Linked DNA regions of Mus musculus: regions 2 and 3 are each linked to region 1. A link is a contact called in public Hi-C and promoter capture Hi-C data. All regions are on one chromosome and are shown on one strand. Each heading gives the region's core, a stretch centred on a gene start, on an enhancer-like site or on the middle of the called end of the contact. The rest is flanking DNA. Distances are from core to core; before and after follow the strand shown. Region 1 holds the start of Idh1 (isocitrate dehydrogenase 1 (NADP+), soluble). Region 2 holds the start of Bard1 (BRCA1 associated RING domain 1). Region 3 holds the start of Smarcal1 (SWI/SNF related matrix associated, actin dependent regulator of chromatin, subfamily a-like 1).

The links. Promoter capture Hi-C pulls out the DNA fragments that hold promoters and counts their contacts. Hi-C and Micro-C count contacts between places; a contact is called where the count stands out from the background.
Region 2: a Hi-C map of CD8 T cells shows a contact between it and region 1, with 4 times the contacts expected there. The contact joins the promoter of Bard1 here to the promoter of Idh1 in region 1. A contact is called at or near these places in 1 of 39 promoter capture datasets (pre-B cells) and 4 of 484 Hi-C or Micro-C datasets (CD4 T cells, CD8 T cells, natural killer cells and 1 more).
Region 3: a promoter capture Hi-C map of pre-B cells shows a contact between it and region 1, with 5 times the contacts expected there. The contact joins the promoter of Smarcal1 here to the promoter of Idh1 in region 1. A contact is called at or near these places in 1 of 39 promoter capture datasets (pre-B cells) and 2 of 484 Hi-C or Micro-C datasets (CD4 T cells and regulatory T cells).

The regions. Positions count from the first base shown.
Region 1 is chr1:65,177,794-65,180,493 of GRCm38.p6, forward strand. It overlaps Idh1 (isocitrate dehydrogenase 1 (NADP+), soluble), which reads right to left and starts at 1,349. Exons shown (of 9, transcript NM_010497.3): 1 at 1,197-1,349.
Region 2 is chr1:71,101,643-71,104,342 of GRCm38.p6, forward strand. Bard1 (BRCA1 associated RING domain 1) reads right to left here and starts at 1,330. Exons shown (of 11, transcript NM_007525.3): 1 at 1,026-1,330. The coding sequence starts at 1,165.
Region 3 is chr1:72,581,838-72,584,537 of GRCm38.p6, forward strand. Smarcal1 (SWI/SNF related matrix associated, actin dependent regulator of chromatin, subfamily a-like 1) reads left to right here and starts at 1,414. Exons shown (of 17, transcript NM_018817.2): 1 at 1,414-1,601.

The sequences.
Region 1 (2,700 bases), core at 99-2,598:
CTTGCACTAACGCCCAACTAACTATACAATGTGGTCACATTAAAGATATCAGATTAGAGGGCAAAATTGCTAATTCTTATCTTGATGGTGAACGGACTTGCAATTATAACAAGGCCTCTCAATTTTGATGACTTAAACAAGTGTCCTTTCAATTTATCTCCTAAAACAAAGCAAGATCCGGAACAGAAAGTCTTAACATACAAATACCCCTGCCAGGAGGATTTGTATTTAATATCAGCCTTACAGCCCAGTTTATCTGGTTTAAAGTACAGTGCTTGAGTGTATCCAGAGGGGCAAAGGGCAGGAGCCTTCCAAATAAAGGTCACAGGAGTACAAATATTGGTGCGCACACACGCTCACACCACAGGACGGTGAGTCCTAGAGTGAGCGCCCGGCTCTTTGGCTTTTTGCAGGTCTCGGGTTTGCTCGACCTCGGGTGACACTGAGACAGGAGATATCCATGTGGGCGTTGTGCAAGCTCTGCTAATGAAGCTGACTCGGTTCCTCCTTCCAGATCCCCACACCAGCCCCTCCTCTCAGCACTGCCAGGACCTTTTAAATACGAGGTCCACTGAGATGGCTGCATCTGGAATCGAGACCCCAGGGCGCCCCCAAGTGGCTAAGCAAACACTACAGACTGAAGCTGGAGGCTCCGCCTACCTTCATCCCCTCCCTCTCTTGCACTCTCATTAGCTCTTCTCCGACCACAAGGCAGGTCCCACCCCTGAACCTTGAAGGGAGTACACGCCTAAATTCCTGGCTTACACCCTTTCTGCAACCAGCTTTCCTGCCTAGTCCTTTTACACCCAACACTCAAGAGTTCTGTGCGTCCACCTCAAAGCTAAATTCTCCTCCGCGGGTGCCTTGCCACTTGTCACTGCTTGCAACGTCCTCGCCTCCCAAAGCGATCCCAACCTCGGAAGCGCCCTTCTATACAGATAGGCAAGCAGCACTCTGCTACTCCCATTTCCCTTCTCTACGCCCAAACTCTGGAAGCGTCCCTGAGTGCACCAGGGCCTTGCCACTGAGTTCATCTCTGCACAGCCAAGACCTGGGGTTTCTTCCTTTTTTCTCACTCCAGCTTTCAACGGAATAGTTTAATAGTAAGGGGCGGCGGCTGCCGCTCTAAGCCTTGGGGCACCTGTAGGGAGGGGAAGGAGCGCCCGCTTGCAGCCGGAGGCGCCCCAGCTACTCACCGGCTCACACCCGCGCGTACACACAAGCTGTAATAAGCCGGCCCCAGTTAGATCAGCATCTGCCACAACCTTCGCTCGGAAGCCCAGCGGCAGGGTCAAGGCTGTTTAACTCTTCCCGGCTTTGTCTCCTCCCAGGCCCCACCCCCTCAGCCCACCTCCCGAAGCCCCGCCCCCTCCACGACGCCATTCGCCGCCTCCGACTTTGTGGGGTGGGCCGAGGCATAGATTGAGATTAAGTCTGGGATGCAGCGGTCCGCTGTTCCCGGTGGGGGATGGGACTGCCACGCCGCGGAGATTCCTCGGGAACACCCTGCAGTTGAGGAGCGAGGACGCCACCTACTGACAGGCTATCGGAAGCGCCGAGACCGAGTGTTCTGGGCTCCGCAACAATCTAGGAATCCCAGCGTTGAGTATCCAGGTTCTCTGCAAAAGGTACAAAAGAGGGAGCCCTCCCTAGACTGGATCCCTTCCTGGAGTCTCCGGATGCCTCTTAGAGCTGGACTGTGCCCTTTGAAGAATGTGCATTTGAGGTTTCTTAAAGGCGTGTGAGGACTACAGATTCTACCTTAATGCAAAAGCTAAAACAGAGCGCATTTTCCATTTCAAAATCAAGAACAAACAATACCCTACACACAAATACATATATGAGTAAAACCATTCATATTCTCATGCTGAGGCTTTTACAGAGCTTCACCATTCCACCCCAATAATTCCCTCCACTACCAATGATCCGTATTCCCAACTGTTGCTGTTTATAAATAAGCTTCACTCACCATTTGTCATGGAAGACAGTGAGGTTTATTTTCTGGGTTGCGATGAAGCTGCACTAGAGATACACGATATAAATCTTAGAATTCTAAGAATGGGTTAAACGTATTCCAATCTTTCCAGAGATTTTTCTGTCTGTATTCCTTAGTCTTGAAAAGGAGAACATTATGACTTGTAGGACAATAGGTCATCCTTGATTGGTCAAGATTCAACGCTTCATGGACTTTTAAAACAACCAGCATTGTGTTGAAAAGTTATGAATTCACGGCAGTTAGTAAGATTCATTTTGGACGCTAGAGGGCGCTATGTGGAAAAGGACTCATACGTGGTGTCAGCTGTTAATGTTGATTAACTGGGTATTAGCTGTGACCTCCGTTTATTCCTATAAAATGATTAGAGAGTGTGTGAGTTTATACTTTCACCTCTAATCTCACTTTAAATCACTTTAAAAAACGTTACTTACTACCATCAGGCACATATTGTTTATATTACTAAAAGTAAGTATTCATAGCCATTCTTGTTCCAGAAAGCATTTTAGAATAAATTCAAGAAACGAAGAATAAAACACAATAAGAAGTATTGACTATAGGTGATGGCAAAAGTAAGAAGAATGCATAGGAATACAGAGCCATGGTGAATTTAAATATAAGCATCTTCAACCAAGTTCTAAATATGTGCTAAGCATGGATTGACTATCTGAGACACTGAGATAGGACATATGGCACTTATGTGCATG
Region 2 (2,700 bases), core at 80-2,579, 5.9 Mb after region 1:
CAATATAGTTCCAAACGTTGTGGTGACCCTAAACCATACCATTCTTTTCTTTGCTACTTCATAACTGTAATTTTGCTACTAAGCTGGGTCTCCGTTCCTAAGACCTAAATGTGTGTCCCAGTGGTCGCGACCCACAGATTGAGATCCAACATGTGCGTCATCACTGGCCTGCTACTGCAACTAGAAGTTGAGTTTCCGATGTATGTCTACACCCAGGATGATCCGTATGCTTTAGGAAAACACAAGCAGAACTCAGAACGTGTTCATGTTAACAGAATCGCCACTCTCCTAAGAAATACAATGCCATTCTTTCAAATACTAAGAGTTTGTAAAAAAAAAAAAAAAAAAAAAAAAAAAAGAATAATTTAACGTAAGTGCAAAGTTTGTTGCCAGTTAACTTTAAAAAAAAAAAAAAAAGTTGCAGTTAACACTGTATTTGTAGTAAAGACTGAAGGCTTAACATTCGCTACTGCCAAAGAGAAAAAAGGGGAAAGAAGTATATTTCTTGGTAGTATTCGATAAACAGCCTCAGGTAAGAAAGTACCACTTAGGAGTGCATTTCAGACTGAATAAAATCCAAGAGAGGGCATGTTGGAGGATCAGTGGTACAGGGCCATAATCTAACTAAGTTAAAATTGCGATGCTCAACAAACTGCCATCGCCAAACTACCGGTCACCAGGTCCCTAGCCTCCCATTCCCCACGCCGAGCCTGCTACTAGAGAAAGGACCAAAAGGTCAGCCTCACAGGGGCTGTTGTGCCCCGCACGCAACCACGGGACCACGCTCCCAGAGGACCGAACTCCAGGACCCCAGCAGCACTAGCTCGGCTCAGCTCCGAGCGTCACCTTCGGGGAGTGACCAACGAGCTGCGCTTTGAGCCACGCCCCGAAGGCAGTTCTCCCGCGAAAATTCGAAAAGTGCCGTTTGAGTCATCTTCGTTGCAGGTGGCTGGGAAGCCACTCAGAAAACTCAGGAGTGGGACACGGAGGGACAGACGACACTAGGTCGCCAGGCCGGTCCTTACCAGCGGGAGCAGCGCAGCAGCTTCTCCAGGCGGGCAAGCGCCGCGCGGCTGTGGGCCCAAAGCCCGTCGGTAGCCGGCTCCATGGCGGGCACGGGAGCAGGCTGGTTCCCAGAGCAGACCCTCGGCGGCCGGCGTGGCATTCCCACAGAGGAGGGGAGGTCAGGTTTGCTCTAGCGCCGCACCCCGCTGGTCACCGCCGGATCCTGCTGCGTGCGGAGTCTCTGAATTGGTCGGACGCCTCCGGCTCGGAGGCTGAAACGCGGTAAAACTCAGAGATGGAAGGACCCGGCTTTAGGCCACGCCCTCAAGGCCTGAGGGCGGGGCTTTAGTAATGCGGTCCAAGTTCCGGAAATGGAGAGGCGAGGCTTGAGAGGCCACGCCCTCAGGAGGTGTAGGGCGGACCGCGGAAACCAAAGTGCCAAGGCGCGGGGTTGAGGAGGCGTGGGGAGAAGTCACCTAGGCCTGTGGCCCTAGGAGGCGGGGTATAGCGCGCTCAAACTTCCTGAGCGGGAAACTGAGCGGCGGGGCCTCAGGCCACGCCTTCAAAGAGGCGGGGCTCCCCATGGGTTTCATTCCCACCCCCTCTCAGTTTACTGAAACTGTGCTTACCTAGAAGTTGGATTCTAACCCTCCCATAGCCTCAGGAGCTTGCCGCTGAAGCCATCTACAAAGAGTGGCATTCAAGCTACTGTTGAACTTGGACAAGCTTTTCCCATGACAATAAAAGTACTACCCTTTATATAAGAAAGTTCTCTTTTTCTCCTTGCTGTAGGATATAAGAATCCGCTAAATACTAAGTTTCAATTTCACTTTTTAACTAGCTGTAAATATCCGACCAAGGGCATCTCTTAGAAGTTCTGGTGTGCTTTTAAAATATGATAAACTGCATAAAACGTTTTTGTTTGCTAGAGGGTCTACCCTCCCCGGGGATTTTTTTTTTTTTTTTTTTTTTGAAACGGCGTCTGTTTGCCAACCTAGCTTAAACTGTGAAGCTAAGGGTGACCTTGAACTTCTCAGTTTGCGATCCTCCACCTCTGCGCGATAGGGGATTACAGATATGCACCACCACGCCCAGCTTACATGGTGCTGAACTGAGTTTAGAGCCTCCTTTATGCTAGAAGTATTCTACCAGCCAAATCCATAGACCCTCCTGCGGATCTGAATATTAACACTGGGCAAGCACAGCCCGCCCTCTCCACAGCTTCCAACCTATGAACACATTCTTGCATATCCCCTTTTATTTCTCTGTCTCTGCTTAACCGCCCCAGCTGCCTCTGTTTACCTTAAAGTTGTTCCTTCTTACTGGAATCCACACATCTGCCTAGATTGCCTCCCATCCTTAGGCCTCACTAAAGATATACAAGACATTACCAAACACAAAATTAGTCTTGGCACTACCCTGATTAAACTCTAAAGGTGGAAAGGCCTGGAAGGTCCTTTAATCCCAGCACTAGAGGCATGGAAATGGGGGGAGGGGGGGGGAAGAGCAGGTGGATCTCTGAGTTCAAAGCCAGCCTAGTCAACAGAGTTCTGAGACAGTCAAGACAAACCCTATCTCAAATAAATAAACAAACAAACAAACAAATAAAACTCTAAAGCTATTTCTTTGATGAGATATGAGGCCTATGCCAACCTGGGAAAGCATGCCATTATTCTCCCGTGGAGCTTTTCTTCA
Region 3 (2,700 bases), core at 164-2,663, 7.4 Mb after region 1:
GCTGCCTCTGCTCCAGTGAGAAGCAGCAAAGGACTGGGCAGAATGCAGGGTTTATATAGGATTTCTAGAGGGTGGGTGGGATTTCCAGAGTGGCCTGGGACTCAAGGATTGGTGGGATTTTTTTTTCCTTGTAGGGTGGGGCTTGAACCCTCTCCAGCTACACTGGTACAACCACTAGTGACATCTGCAGGGCAGAGCCTGGCCACTTGTGTGCCTTGAGGGTTTATAACCTTTACAAAGTATACTTTTACAAGAGTTCAGGCACTGAAAGCCTTCCCCTGCCCCTTGAGTTGGCATGAATAGCCAACACTAGCAACATTCCTCTTCCTCCTGTTGTGGGCTGCTATTTTGATAGCTCCTGTGTTCATGATATCTTACTGCAGTCCACCTCATCGTCTCTTCTTATTAAAAAACACATCACATTTCCCTAAATGTCTGGTCATTTCCCCAATTAACTCTGTATTCAGAGATCTATCTCTTTGCAATGAGCTCTGTTTGAAAACAGAATCGTTTCAACCTTTCCGTGTACGCTGATGATAGAAGAATATTATATTCAACCATTGGAGGACAGAAAGAATGCTGTGCTCAGAAATGGAGTCAAGTAACCTTGATAGTATCTGATAGATGGGAGGGCTTTGGAATCAGAATAACAAAGTAGCTAAATACAGCCTGGAGAAAATTGTGGACCAGTCCTAGTTCCGTTTTCTCATTTATAAAATGAGGATAATGGAGCTGGGTGTGTGGTGCACAACTTTAATCGCACTCCAGAGAAGGATCTCTGTCAGTTTTAGGCCAATGATACATGTTAAGATCCTGCCTTTTGAGGAAAAAAAAAAAAAGATATAATAATAATCTTATGATGGTGCAAGTCTGTAGGAGGTGGAGGCAGGAAAGACATCCTCTGGTACAGGGTGAGTTCTTAGACAAGTCTGGGTTACATGAGTTACTGTCTATGTTTCATAGGTTGTAGTTCGGATTAACTTAAGTTCCTATTAATGATCAGCACGCTGACTGATGGAGGCTCTAAAAATTTCAATTCCTCTTTGGTCTAGGAAAGCAGATACTCAGCAGCGGCTGGGGCTTATAAGGACGGCACTATTAGAAACGGGTGTGCCAGGAAAATCTTTATTAAGTATCAAATCAATCTGGCTGTCTGACATGTCTGGAGACACCCCTGACACTGAACGCTCAGCCTTCCTTACGCCTGATTAAATGTTTGGAGAAACTGAGAGCTACAACTCCCAGGGTGCACCACACCTTGACCCGCCCACAACGTTACGCCTCTCAAATTCACCAACCTCCAATGGGCAGGCTTTCCGATTCAAACTACAAACCCCAGAAGGCCCTACACCAAGTGTACTATCACCCACAATTTATGACCGGGATCTGCGGCCGTACTGGCTGTTGGGAAATGTAGTTCGACGGTGGCCGAGCCATTCAAATGCCAATGGCCCGCTCCAAGATGGGTGAAATTGTAGCGCTTGAATTCTAGTTCCTCTAACAGTCCAACCAGAAGCGAAAACTGCCTAGGCAAGGCTCTGAAAGACGCTCCTGGTCTAGGGCTGTTCTGCTAAGGTGCCTCACCTTACTGGCCTCGCTAGGTAAGAAAGTGGGCTGCGAAGGAGGTAGCAGCATTGGAGACGGACGAGACCAAATACGGCAAGAGGAGGGAGCAGTGGGGACGGGAAGATCCAAGTGGAAATGCTAGAGGCAAAGTGGGGCGGGGCGTCCCCTTTTCTCAGGCACCCAGGATGTGCACAGGAAGGGAAGGGAAGCCCAGGTCTCAGCAAAGAGGAATGTCTATGTGGTGGTGTGCATTTGTGGTTTATGGTTTATTAGTTGGACCTCTCATTCCGTGGTCTCATCTCCCCAACTGGGTCAGTCAGCATACTAGGCCTTGGTAGGTATAACCCTAGTTGAATACAAGGCTGAGAGTTTTCATTGCTGCTGGCTGGCAGGCTTGAGTGTAACATCTGTGAGAGGAGATGTTTTGGGGTGCTTTGTCTAAAGGGAGTCTTAGCAAGGATTAAAATGTAAACCCTCTGAAGTCAAGAGTCTAGAGCTTTCTTTGACGGCTGGCGGTGCTACTGGAGTATTTCCTATGTTACAATCATTATAATATAAAAGTAACTTTTATCCTGTTGTAGTTGTCTGGGAGGCTCACTGCCTCCATCTGCTAACCTAGGCCTAGTCCTGGAAGCTTCTAGCCTCCTTATATTCTGATCTGGGCCTTGAATGTTTTCAGCCCCTTGAGACTTGCTGCTGAATAAACTCACCCTTTCGTGTTTTTTCTGAACTCTAGCTGGCTGGTTCAACTCAGCTGTTCTGGCTCAGACTTCTTTCCCCAGCTGACTGATTCAGTCTGGCTTTTCTCTCCGCCTCTGAATTGCTCTGTTTGGTCTCAAACTCTAGGAATCTGGTTCTAATCTTCTGGCTCCTTCTCATTCTCTTGCTCATTCTATCTTTACCTGTGTCTGACCTGTTCTTTCTTCAGCCTGTCTCTGTAAAGCTCTCCCGGTAAAACTGCCTCCGCCTCCCTCTCTGCTGCTCTACTCTTTCTCTCAACTCTACCGTATCCTGTGCTGTACTCTCTCCTCCTGCACTGTCTGTCTCTCCCTTAAGTGGCTTCCCGTTCCTCATGAGAGTTGGGCATATCCTATTCTGTCAAATCTTTCTGATTCTCGTCACTTTGTCTGCCAC